Linked DNA regions of Ovis canadensis: region 2 is linked to region 1. The links are chromatin contacts, called in public Hi-C maps. All regions are on one chromosome and are shown on one strand. Each heading gives the region's core, a stretch centred on a gene start, on an enhancer-like site or on the middle of the called end of the contact. The rest is flanking DNA. Distances are from core to core; before and after follow the strand shown.

Evidence for each region. Hi-C and Micro-C count contacts between places; a contact is called where the count stands out from the background.
Region 2: a contact with region 1 is called in a Hi-C map of fibroblasts, with 4 times the contacts expected there. The contact joins the enhancer-like site here to the promoter of MAML2 in region 1. A contact is called at or near these places in 2 of 2 Hi-C or Micro-C datasets (fibroblasts and lung).

What each region holds. Positions count from the first base shown.
Region 1 is chr15:21,618,726-21,624,864 of ARS-UI_OviCan_v2, reverse strand. MAML2 (mastermind like transcriptional coactivator 2) reads right to left here and starts at 2,911. Exons shown (of 5, transcript XM_069554889.1): 1 at 358-2,911. The coding sequence starts at 876.
Region 2 is chr15:21,935,780-21,941,918 of ARS-UI_OviCan_v2, reverse strand. All of the region lies in intron 2 of MAML2 (mastermind like transcriptional coactivator 2), which reads right to left. Among named protein-coding and RNA genes, the nearest start is that of MTMR2, 130 kb to the left of the region's middle. Within about 2 kb of position 3,283, the one cell type or tissue checked has open chromatin away from gene starts, as enhancers often do. A contact at or near this core is called in fibroblasts, where this site is marked.

The DNA of each region.
Region 1 (6,139 bases), core at 1,662-4,161:
AAGTGAGAGGTTCCTTGAGGCAAGGCCTTCCTTCTTCAGTGGCTCAGATCTTGCCGCTTGGAGCCAACCTTTCTGCAGTCTGCGGACCCCAGAGAAAACTCTGGGAAACTCAAGTTTCTTACCCCTTAAGAAATACTCTACAGGTGGAGGAAAACCAATGCTCAAGCAACCGCAGAACTTGACGAGGAAGGGTTTAACAACACGGCACCAACTGGACGCCCAACGGCCTTTGGGGTGGTCAGGGGCACCGTAGCCCTCCGCACTGTCTTCCACTCGGCATCAGGCCGAGGCCAGCGTCCGGCCTGACCGAAGGCCACAAGACCACCGCCGGAATGAGGAGAAAACCAGGTGTCTTACCGCAATGAGGGCCGAGTTCCTCTGGTCCCCCGGGGTGGAAGCCGGCGGCTGTTGCTGGGGCTCGCCGTCGATCCCACCGCTGCCACCACTGCTGCTACTGCTCCGCAGGTGCTGCTGGTGGTGATGGTGATAGTCCGGCGGGGGCGCTGGGGCCGCGGGCGCTGCCGTCTGGGAGGCCGTCGGAGGGGCGGCGGGCGCCGGCGGAGGGGCTGTGGCTGTGGCAGAGGAGGCAGTGGCCTTGGTGTGCTTGCCAGCCTTCCTGGCCCCCTGGCCGTGCTGGACGAGGCTCAGGAGCTGCAAGGTACTCTCTCTTTCCCGGTCCGAGCTCTCGGCCCTACCCCGTTCGTAGCGTCCTTCACAGCTCAGGTGGTGCTGGCGGCAGACTGCGATGCGAGCTCGAAGGCGCTCCACGATGGCACTGTGCACTCTCGGGGTGACCGAGCCCCCTCCAAGGAGCCCCGCCCCGGGGGCCCCCCCTAGCCCTCCCGTGGGGGCCTGCGGGGGCGCTGTGTCCCCCATCTTACTGGACACAATGATTGCTGCCCGTGGGATGGTGAGGTGGTGGGAAGCTATAGCCGGTTAGCACAGGCAAATCTGCTTTTGACAATCTGCGCTCAGAGCTCAGGACCACATGAATAGAAGTCTTCAGAGGCTGGGGGCGGTGGGGCGGGGGTGGGGGGCGCGTAGTGGAGAAGGTATGGGGGAGGGGAGTGAGTAAAAAGAGGGTGAGGAGAAAGAACAGAAACCAATGGCAGAGGATAAGTTGGAAACAAACCCTGATCAACTTGCTCTAATTGTATTTGACAGCTCTGGAGAAGTTGGAGAGAGTTAGAGGGGATTCCCCCCAACCCGCCCCCCAACACCAAGCTGACAAGAGGTACTTTGTAAACACACGATCTGGGGGTTAGAGCAGGAACTCAGGGATTGTCAAGCAAGAGACAGGAACAGACAGCAAAGGGAATTGTGAGAGGTATTAACAGAGAGCTGGACTCCCCCGTCACCTAGTTGTTTCCGAAGATTCTTTTATGGGGATGTTTCTGCAGAGGAACCCACATCTACCATGGTCTCTGTAACCCACGGCCTTTACTTTTCCGCAATTTTTTAAAAAAGTGCTGTTTCAGAAGCTTTCTGAAGTCAATGTTCAAAACGTACAAAAATCAAACAGAGATTGTCTTTTGGCTTTTAATTTTTCCTCCCTTTCCCTTTGCTCCGGTGTTTCCTCCTCTTTGGGGGTGCTGTAGGATGTGGTCTTCTCCCCAAAGAGGGAGACAGCTTTTCAATTGTTAATGTCAGTAATTGGACTTCTGGACCATGCTTTTTTCTTCAGCTAATCCAATCACCGGTAAAATCCTCATTCCCTCTAAGGTTTCCCAGCCTTAAATGAAAGCAGTCTGAAGTCACTAGCCACTGAGAGAGAGATCCTTCAACACATTTTTTTTTTTTTTCTTCTTCTTCTTTCCCGCTTACGTTTCTAGTCCTCACCCCCGGCTCGATTCTAATACAGTATCAAGAGAGACAAACTCTTCCGAGAGTAATTTACAAACGATGGTCAAACTTACAAACTTCCAGTAAATTGCACCGAGTCATGTCCAGCCACTTTTCTGTCCACTTTTGTACATTCCATCCCCGGCCAGTGGATCTGAGGGTCTGGACTCGCAATAAGCAATGTGGTTCTATCTCTTGGATTGCTCCGCTTTTAGAGATGGAAAAGAAAGTAGCCGGTCTTTTCCTTTCTCTTTTTCCCGTCTGTTGTTCGCCGCTGGGCTGACACTGGCTCCGCCGCCCGGAGTCACGGCGATACACAGGCTTTCATTGTGCTCCGATAGGAGAGGGAGAGAAAGAGAGAGAGTGAGACAGAGGGAGAAAGAGAGCCAGCGAGCTGCAGGGGGGTGGGGGACGGAGGGCGGGGGAGCTCTCGCCCGAGGCTCCCTGGTGGAAGGCGGGTGCCACTGCACGGGCGAGCGAGGCGGCCGGTGCGGGGAAAGGGGAACGCAGAGGGCCTCCCAGCGGCAAGAAGTGGAGGATCCCGAAGCCTGCGCATCTCGGCGTCGGCGCGCGCAGCTCGCACTCCGGCTCGGCTCGGGCAGGACGGCGGTACGTTGGGGAAATTCCCCAACCTCTACCCGACTACTTCACCAGCCCGAAATGGTGCAGAAATTCCCGGCCAGTAGATGTATTTTCCCTGCCAGACCTCCGTTACGCTCCCCGCCTCCACCCCTCGAGGATATCACTTTCATTTTTCAGTATGTTGTCAATGACACCCCTGGGCACTCTAGCGAGAGCTGGGTGAACACGGAGGAAACGTTCCTGGGTGTCAGAAAAGGAGGCGTAGGGTGTGTGCGTACTGGGGGAAACGGAGGAGTGGGTGAAGAGAAGAAATTACATCATTAGCTCCTAAAGGGCAGGCGAGTGTCTGTCTACCTGCTAGCCTGTTTTCTCTGTCTCTGGCTAAGTCAATCTCGGTGATCATAAGCAAAATCAGTAAGAATAACTAAAATATTCTATCACGATGAAATTACAAATATCAGTTCTCAAAAAGGAAAAAAAAACAACAAAAAAATATTTTTCTGAAAATACAAGATTCCCTATGACAAACCTAACACAAGATCTGGGGCCTTCACGGTAGTCTGTTTACATACATAAGGAGGAAAATCATTATGCAGCAGTCCAGTTTCAAGTTCACTAACACAAAACAAACACATCTCTGACACACATTGTTGTCTCATCTTCAGATAATCCTACCTTTAAGCTCTCAAAATGCATGCTGGATTCTGCTGATTACCATTTATGGAGGATAAACTAAAGTGAGCACAATATTGTTCTAGTCAGGACCATATAGTCTGTTATGCTCATTTGGAAGTCATTTGGAAGTCATTTGGATTTGAGGTGTCAAGCAGTGGGGCTTTGTTAATCTAAACCACCTCGCATCTCAGTTACAAGCTCCTGCTTCAAACTGAGCTGTGGTTAGAAATGAGTAAGATCAGTGCAAACATTTATCTACTTTAGTTCTCGATAGGCTGGTCTACATTAGTTCATTTTCACAAATTCTAGAATGTTATTTTGGGATTTGGGACAAGTGCATTCTGATGGAATGTAACTTTTTTTTTACTTTTCATTGGAACATACTGCTGTCTGTCCCTTCCAAGGCTAAGTTTCTCATCACTCATGGAGAAAAGCAGAAATATCTTTTTTAGGTATGCAAATCTGAAAGAACTCTCTCATGAGGTGTCATTAAAAAGGGAAGGGGTTCTGATCATTTTAGATTGGTTTTTAAAAACGTGTATTCATTAGACATTACCTCGAGTTACTATCAGCACTTAATATATTCAGCAGTCACACTTGATAAGAAAAAAACCTTAATAAATTTAAACACTGTTCACGCTACAGTTCTGCAGTAGCATGGATTTTGATTAATAAGTGTTTTTGGTCAAAGCTGCTATTTCTAAATGATATAACTTTTACTAAACTTTTACTTCTAAGCTAGACAAGGACACACCTTAAAAACTTGTCCAGCAACAATTTAATAAATTTTCCTACTATGTTCTAGTGATGTAGGACTCTCCTTTACAGTGTCTTTTGTACACATTTGCCCTTTACAGCCATTTAAATTCAAGCTGACATCATTATCATACACCTCATTTCCATTCATGTCATTACTATTTATTTAGTCACTGTTTCAGCACAGTACTTTGCATAAATCTCCCTCCAATCCACCAAAAATCCTGAGGGAGAGGAATTATTAACTCCATTTATAAATGAGGAAACTGAGGCTTATTGAAAATAAACTATTTAAACTAACTAGGAAGTAACAGATCAGGACTCGAACTCAAGCCTGATTTCAAACCTATCCTTTCTTAACCACTGGACTTGCTGCCTCAGTATCAAGGGTGAAAGGAGTTACAGGGAAACCAGACTATACCCAGAATAGCTCAAGGGCTGCAATTACACCTCAATCAACATGCTGGAGTCTAAGCAAGTCCTATAATACCTCCAAGAAATGAGTAGTGAATAGAACTACTCATCTGAGTATGAGAGCAGACAAGTGAGAAAATATGCTCAATTATATCCAGCTGCCAATAAAATAAACATTTTTTTTCCTTGTCTTCCCCTTTTATGGAACTGTTCCCTCTTATATCCCTAAAGCTTCTGTAAGGGCCCTATGAATTTTTTTTTTAAAGCATTAGTTCCTTTTTATTTGTCCATCTGTCTTCCTCATCTTTACTGTTCACAGATACCTACCATAAGGCATTTAATGCTATAGTGATAAATGTCAAGATCTCAAAAGTTGATATGTGAGACTTGTAAGCTTACAAACTATTGTTATAGAATCAGTGATATCAGTGATGATGATAAAATAATACAGTTAAGTCATAATACCTACTAAAGTTAATTCTGATTTTTCAACATTCTGTTTTCTTCTCGACTATTTGCTTTTGGCCCCCTGATCCATGCTAATTCTCATTTCCTGACAGCCTGTCTCTTTGCAGTTCTTTTGGTGTAATCATGTACAAAAGTCTCTTGAACTCTCCAAACACCTACTGAAGAAGCTTGCTCGGTTGCAGTGACCTCAGACATCAGCAAAGCTACTTATCAGCATTTCCTGATCAACAGCCAGAATACTGTTCTAACAAGAAAAATGTTTCAAGGCATTAAGAGGCATGACCTAGGAACTGAGTCAGCTGCCATTACAAGTCCTTAAAGTCATTAGTGCTTTCATTTTTATAAATTAAGTAAATGCTATTTATTAGATAAATATTTTTAACTTTCAGTTGGTACGTTCACTCTTCAGTTGGTTCAAACTTGTCTGTAGCGTCACATACAAGAAATGATGCTCCCAAGGTCTTCAGAGATACTTTAGAGTCATTCTTTTGTTTTCCTTGGACTTCTTTTTAGACAAATCATTCATGATCTTCACCCTTCCCAATTAGCCATCACTTTTCCTCTAAACTCTGCCCTGTATCTTTTTGGACACTATCACTGTATCTTCAACTTTCAACTGCAACTTCATATAGCTAAGGATTATTTCCATATAACAAACAAATAAGAATAGAGATGCATGATTAAAAATTTCCATTTCATACTTTTAAAAAAGGTATGCATTCTTCACATGGAAAGTCAGCATCAGTATTCTCACAGCTTTGTAAGTTCTACCTGTTTTGTTTACAATCATAATAGGGATGACATTGGAAAATTAATTGTAGAAAATATTAAATCTCTATGTAAGGACTTAATAAAATGCAATTTTTAATGTATATCATGAAGACCATTCCATGAACCACATTAATAGATGAAGTGAGGTTCAACTGACACTTGAAGAAACAAGGATCTGAAATTCACAGGGAACTAGACCCTACTAGAACGGCACTTTTAAGAGTTAAAGATACAGAATAGCCAGGGTCCATTTGTTCACTCTGAAACCATTTTACTTTATTCTATTAAGGGAAAATTTAGAAGTGCAATTTAGAAGCAATGAAGATGCCAAAATGTGACTTTAAACTATTTTTGGCAGAATTTGTCTCTCTGAGATCTTTTGATCCTAATAAATACTTATAGGGGAAGAGTAATGGATAAAAATAAATAAAATACATCTTACTCATTTACCTGTAAACAAAATTGGACAGGAAAAAGAACATTATGACCTATGCAAATACATATCATGAAATTATTCCTGAATGTGAAGATTGGAAGACTTTGCAGGCCTGAAATATATTTGTAAGGGACACTTTGGAAAAGGGAAAAAAGCATTCCTCTACTTGGAATGGGTAAGCTGTAGTCTGATTGT
Region 2 (6,139 bases), core at 2,034-4,533, 320 kb before region 1:
CCCTCGAGAGGACCCTGCAAGCTGTGTCTTTGGAGTTGTTGTAAGAGTTATTGACTGCTGTGGCACATAAGGCTTTTTTACGCAAAGGCAGCTCCTTCACCTGCCCAACATGGAGTGCATCAGCTTACACCTGTGCTGGTAGCTCTGATTACAGGACAATGTATGATGCTGATCTGCTGGCAACTATAGTTCCTGTCTTATATCCTTCTCGGCAGGCTGATGTCAAACATGATGTAACAGTAGTCTTGTGAGCCTGAATGTCTAGTTGTGCCTAAGGAACTGCCTGCTGGATGTTGCAAGGTGGTTTAGTATCATGGTGACTTCCTTTGTGCAACATATGAAGTGTGACTTTCTAGGAGGGGATCTGGAAAGAATGAGATTTTTTTCGGTAGTGCCTTTATCCAAATAAACTCAAATTCATTTATCTATCCGGCCAGCCAGCCAGTATTCATTAAGAATCTACAATGCACCAAGAATTGTGCTAGAAACAAAGATATGCAAGGCCCTTCTCTTACTTAGCCTTCATATCTTATAGAAACAGAGGTATGTATTATTAATAGTAATAGTAATGTTGCTGCTGCTGCTACTGCTAAGTCGCTTCAGTTGTGTCCGACTCTGTGTGACGGCAGCCCACCAGGCTCCGCCGCCCCTGGGATTCTGGAGTGGGTTGCCATTTCCTTCTCTAACGCATGAAAGTGAAACATGAAAGGGAAGGCGTTCAGTCGTGTCCGACTCTTCGTGACCCCATGGGCGGCAGCCCGCCAGGCTCCTCCGTCCATGGGATTTGCCAGGCAAGAGTACTGGAGTGGGGTGACATGTTAGTGGCCAATATTTATTAAAATACCAGATACTATGTTAAATGGGCTTCCCAGGTGGTGCTAGTGATAAAGAACATGCCTGCCAATACCAGAGACATAAGAGACACGGGTTCGATCTCTGGATTGGGAAGATCTCCTGGAGGAGGGCATGGCAACCCACTCCAGTATTCTTGTCTGGAGAATCCCAGGGCCAGAGGAGCCTGGCGGGCTATAGTCCATGGGGCAGCAAAGAGTCAGACACGACTGAAGTGACTTCGAATGTATCCACGCATGCACTATGTTAACACTTGACACACAGCATCTCATCTAATCCTTAACAAGACTTCTGTAAAGCAGATATTCTATATATTTTATAGACAGTGAAGTTGAGGCATAGAGCGGTTGCCTCAAACTTACAACTCTAGTGTGGAGTCTGAACTCAGGCAGTCTGGCTTAACTGGCATATTATGTAATGTGAGTGTGCACTTTAATACTAGTTAGCTATTACGAATATTTACTAAATTATTTTCATACATAAATAAATAAGGGAATCAGAAGCCAATCTTCTCTTTTCCACCCCCTGAAAGTGAAAGTGAAAGTGAAAGTCACTCAGTTGTGTCCGACTCTTTACGACCCTATGGACTATACAGTCCATTGAATGAATTCTTCAGGCCAGAATACTGGGGTGGGTAGCCTTCCCCTTCTCCAGGGGATCTTCCCAACCCAGGGATCAAGCCCAGATCTCCTGCATTGCAGGTGGATTCTTTACCAGCTGAGCCACCGGGAAACCCTAATGCCTCAGATGAACGACTCCACTCTACTTCTGCCCAGTCTTTACTAAACGTGGCCTTGACCACCAAGGACTTCCTACGAGGATTTTTAGTGAAGGCGCTCCTGCCTCTCCATCTCCTGCAATGCCTGACAGCCTGCCAATTACAACTTATTTGCATTAATAAGCAACCGCTCAGGAGGCATCAGCATAACCAGGGATATGGGTCAAGGGCAAAAAGAAAGGGCCGAAGTTTACCTGGATCTGATTGTGGGTCAGGCCCAAGTCTCTCCTTCTCCAGAGAAATCTTAAGCTACTCTCTGATCCACTCTGATCAGCTTCCTTTTCCACTTCTGAAGGGCCTGGCTCAAAACTTGGCAAAAGTGAGCACTATGACACTGTCTCCAATGATTCGAAACAAGATCATGAGGTAACATATGGCAAGTGACATGCACTGTATCTGTCATGTCATAAGCACTCTATGTTGTCGTTCAGTCGCTAAGTTGAACCTGACTCTTTGTGACCCCATGGACTACAGCATGCCAGGTTCCCCTGTCCTCCACCGTTTCCCAGGGTTTGCTCAAATTCATGTTCATTGAGTCAGTGATGCCATCCAACCATCTCATCCTCTATATAAGCACTCTGTAAACCATAGGTATTATAATTCTTTCTTTCCTGTTGTCCACAAAATGCTGAAAATTATCAGAAAGGCAGGCATTTCAGTGGCTTTAGCACCTAGTATCCTCTTTAACCATGTAGCTTCTTTGTGTGTCTGTCAAGAACCCCGTTAGGTGCTCACTGGGTGGGCTGTGAGGTCTCAGAGACAAGACAGAGGTCCTCCAGTTCCATCAGGGTGCCTGCGACACACTCAGAAACACAGACTGGGAAATCTGAAAGGGCCTTAGGAACCCTTACAAAGAGGCTCCTACCACACAGAAATCCAAGTCTCTCCAAGCTCTCCAAGTCTCCTCCAGGAGAGGGGCTTGTTGAACTATGGAGGAAGTTAGCTATTACTAATACGAATGAAGCTATTTTCACATAAATTAGGGAACCAGAAGCCCATCTCTCTCTGCCACGCCCCAGGGCCTCAGATTGAACCACCCCACTCTGTTTCTGCCTGGTCTTCATAAACACAGCCTTGACCAGCCGCCAACCCGTCTCAGTTCCAAACACTCTGTCATGAGGAGAGACCATAATGCTGGGCAGTGATTCCTTCCTGTTAAAGCCATTTGGGTCTTTTCTGGGTCTGGGGTCTCAGACCAGTTTCCTACTTTGTGATTTCCTTCAAGTCCTAAAAGAACAGAGAACTTGTCTCCAGATTCCACTTCCAGAGATGCTCCAAAGATTCAGTGTCCCTCTGAGATTTCAAGACCTCAAGTGCCTAGGATGAGTCCTGGAGTCAAAAGGACTCCAAGACGAAAGACCTCAGGAAAAGGCCCTCCCCAGATGGGCTTGTCTGGCCTGGACGTCTGGACTGAGACTCAAGAGCTGGTGTGTCAGAAAACCTGACACCGAATGGTGGACAGACCCGGACCCTCCTCAGGGCTCAGGTCACCCGCCAAACGTTCACTGAACAGGGACCTCGCTACAGTTCAGGGGCAGAATGCTGATGACGACGAGGTGCCTACCACTGAAAAATTCAGACAGAGTCATTTATTGTCCCTGTAACATAGAACATACTCGCCAGTTCCGAAGTGGAGGCGAGGTCAGGGGAAACCACATTGATTCTCAAACTCTCACAGAAGAAATGTTCACTATTTCCTCTAGCCTGGAGTTCTAACATGTCTGACTCAATGAAGAAAAATGCCATCAACTGCCACCAGAGCCTCCCCAAATGAAAATTCTGTAGCAGAGTGATCTTGATTATCTCAGAAACCCCAGACAAAAATGGAAGCAATATAAATAAACATAAAAGAAAATAGAGGTGCTGTAACATGACTATAAATTGCTCCTCGCCCCAACTTTCTTCCAGTCATCCAGGGCAAAAGAGGGAAGTTGGTCTTTGTGGCAGAGAATAGACCAACAGCTGTTCTATATCCTGCCAAGAGGAGAGAGACTTATTATAAATAATAGCCAACAATATGTCCTCTGGGACTAGAGACTCAGCCAGTCAGAGGGGGGAGTGTGGAGGGGAAAGGGAGGGTTAATGGGTTTGGGGGGCGGTGACCAACACAGCCCAGGATGAATTAGGAGAAACCCTATCAAATTTTCCTGTGTACTTATGTTTCTATTACCTCATTAGGGTGATTACATAATGCCACTCCATTTATAAACTAAAAGGGAAATAGGGGCAGCATTCTCATTAGTCGTGGCTGATGCGAGACATTAACACACCAGTAAGTCATGTGGGCGAACAACGAATGTTTGGGAGCATCTTTTCTTTCTTTCTTAATCTGTTTGGTATTTTGTCTGCTCCTTCCCTGCTTTTAGGCATATATGTGGATCTGTGACTTGGAAATGGAGATGGAGCCTACAACTTGGGTGCCCTCACTCTGAGAGTTCTTCATGTTAGACATTTATGGACCAGGCTTTACTGGTGTGTAATCTTTGGGTAGAAGGCATAAAAAAGAACCATCTTCTAGCGATGCGTGGGTCACTTCCTGCAAACTCCACATAGGACTTCCAGTTAGTTGCAGACTGAAATTTCGCACTTCTTAGGATATTTTTCTACTTGCAGAGAAACACTCTTCTTTCACAGACTCTGCCTTGTCAGTGACAGAATTCTATGTTGTAACTCTAGAGGGGGCTTCTGTTTATAGATATACTATTAATTTGCATCTTAATTTTAAAAATAGCTCACTAAGAGAGTAAAATGGGCTTCCCTGGTGGCTCAGACGGTTAAGAATCTGTCTGCAGTGCAGGAGACTCGAGTTCGATCCCTGGGTCAAGAAGGCCCCCCTGGAGAAGGGAATGGCAACCCACTCCAGTATTCTTGCTTGGAGAATCCCATGGACAGAGGAGCCTGGTGGGCTACAGTCCATTGGGTCACAAAGAGTCAGACATGACCAAGCAACTAACAACAAACAGGATAGTAAGATTCATCAAGTAATATTTAACAGAAGAAGTCACTGAGTCCCTAAAATGTAAAATAACCCGCTTAGATAATCAGAGGAAGAACCCAGGCTGGGATCCAGGATTAATAGGAGTTACCTAAACTGTGACTGTAATATATAATTTCTAAGGGAGGTTGGGTAATTTAAGGCATGTCTGCTTTATCCATGGGTCTTCTAATGAGGGAGCAGTATGGGGATGTTAGGGGGAGATCAATAGTTTTCACGGGTCCCTTGGAGAACGAATTAGCTGTTTAGCCTGTATTTATGTCTTACATGTGGTTTTGATTTGATACACTTACCCTTTATTCCTACATAACCCTATTTCATCTCTGTCTCTTTCCATTTTCTTTTATATTATCTCTGGCTCTAATTTGAGTGGCTTCCAAATGCATTATTACAAGTTATCCTTTCCCTGAACATGAACACTTATTTTGCGCTTGTTCTCATGATTGGAAAACTAGGTGAAAAGTCTGAGGGATCTAATATTGTGTATGAATAGGAAGGGATATCTTTCTTCAGAGTAGAAACAAAAATGAATTTCAACATTTAGACTGAAGACAATAAATTTGGCACATTGCACTGTAGCCAGGGCCTGGGGATGTTGACTTAAATTAACAACTATGGATGTTGACTTAAGTTAGCAACCAGTTCCCTCATGAAGGCACACTGTTTCATACGTTTTCTCTTCACATTGTTTTTGGTTACAGTATCTTAACTAACCAGCAGATGGCATCTGCTTCAAAACTCTCATAAATTCCATTTACTTTTCAAGACAAACAAGATACTAACACATTGAAACCTCCCTTAATTGGCTCCTACATTTGATACCTACAAAAGTCTGCTAGAAATATACTTAAGGATAGACAATTAATTCCCTTTGGGAAGGTAAGAGTCATTCTTTTTTTCCTTGCCAAGCCCATGGCAGCATCATGGCTAGTAGGAAAACCTCGGTCATTTGAAAGGAAACATAATCAGAATTAAACCCAGAAGCTCTCTTTAAAAACCTATTGCTTTAGTTACTTTCAGCACCAAACAAGAGCTGAGTATTAAAGGAAGATTTAGAAAAACAAAGCTAGTCCTAAACCTCCTCTGAGAGAGAGAGAGAAGGAAAAAAAAAAAAAAAAGGGAGCCAGTTCCTATGAGAAGCAAGGGGTAAATGAATGCACAAAGCTTTATGGATAGTTACCATCCAGAGCCTTCTTTACTGCATATGAAGAGATGGGTGTGATTGAATGACTTCTAATGTTTAATGACACCTTTGCTCCAGTGCTTTGTAAAGCTCACACATGAATACACTGATCCATTTCCAGATGATCCTGGGGGCCCCATCCTTTTGTGTCAAGCACAAAGGAAAAGGAGAGAGAGGGAGAGACAGAGACAAAGAAACAGCCCATGTAACCAAGCTCCGAACATGATTTAAACAACCAACTTAGTAAACATCAATCTTAGGATGTGTTATGTGAAATGGAGTCATACTCCAAAAGAAATGTTGGCTACATTTAAAAGATCACTTGGTCGAA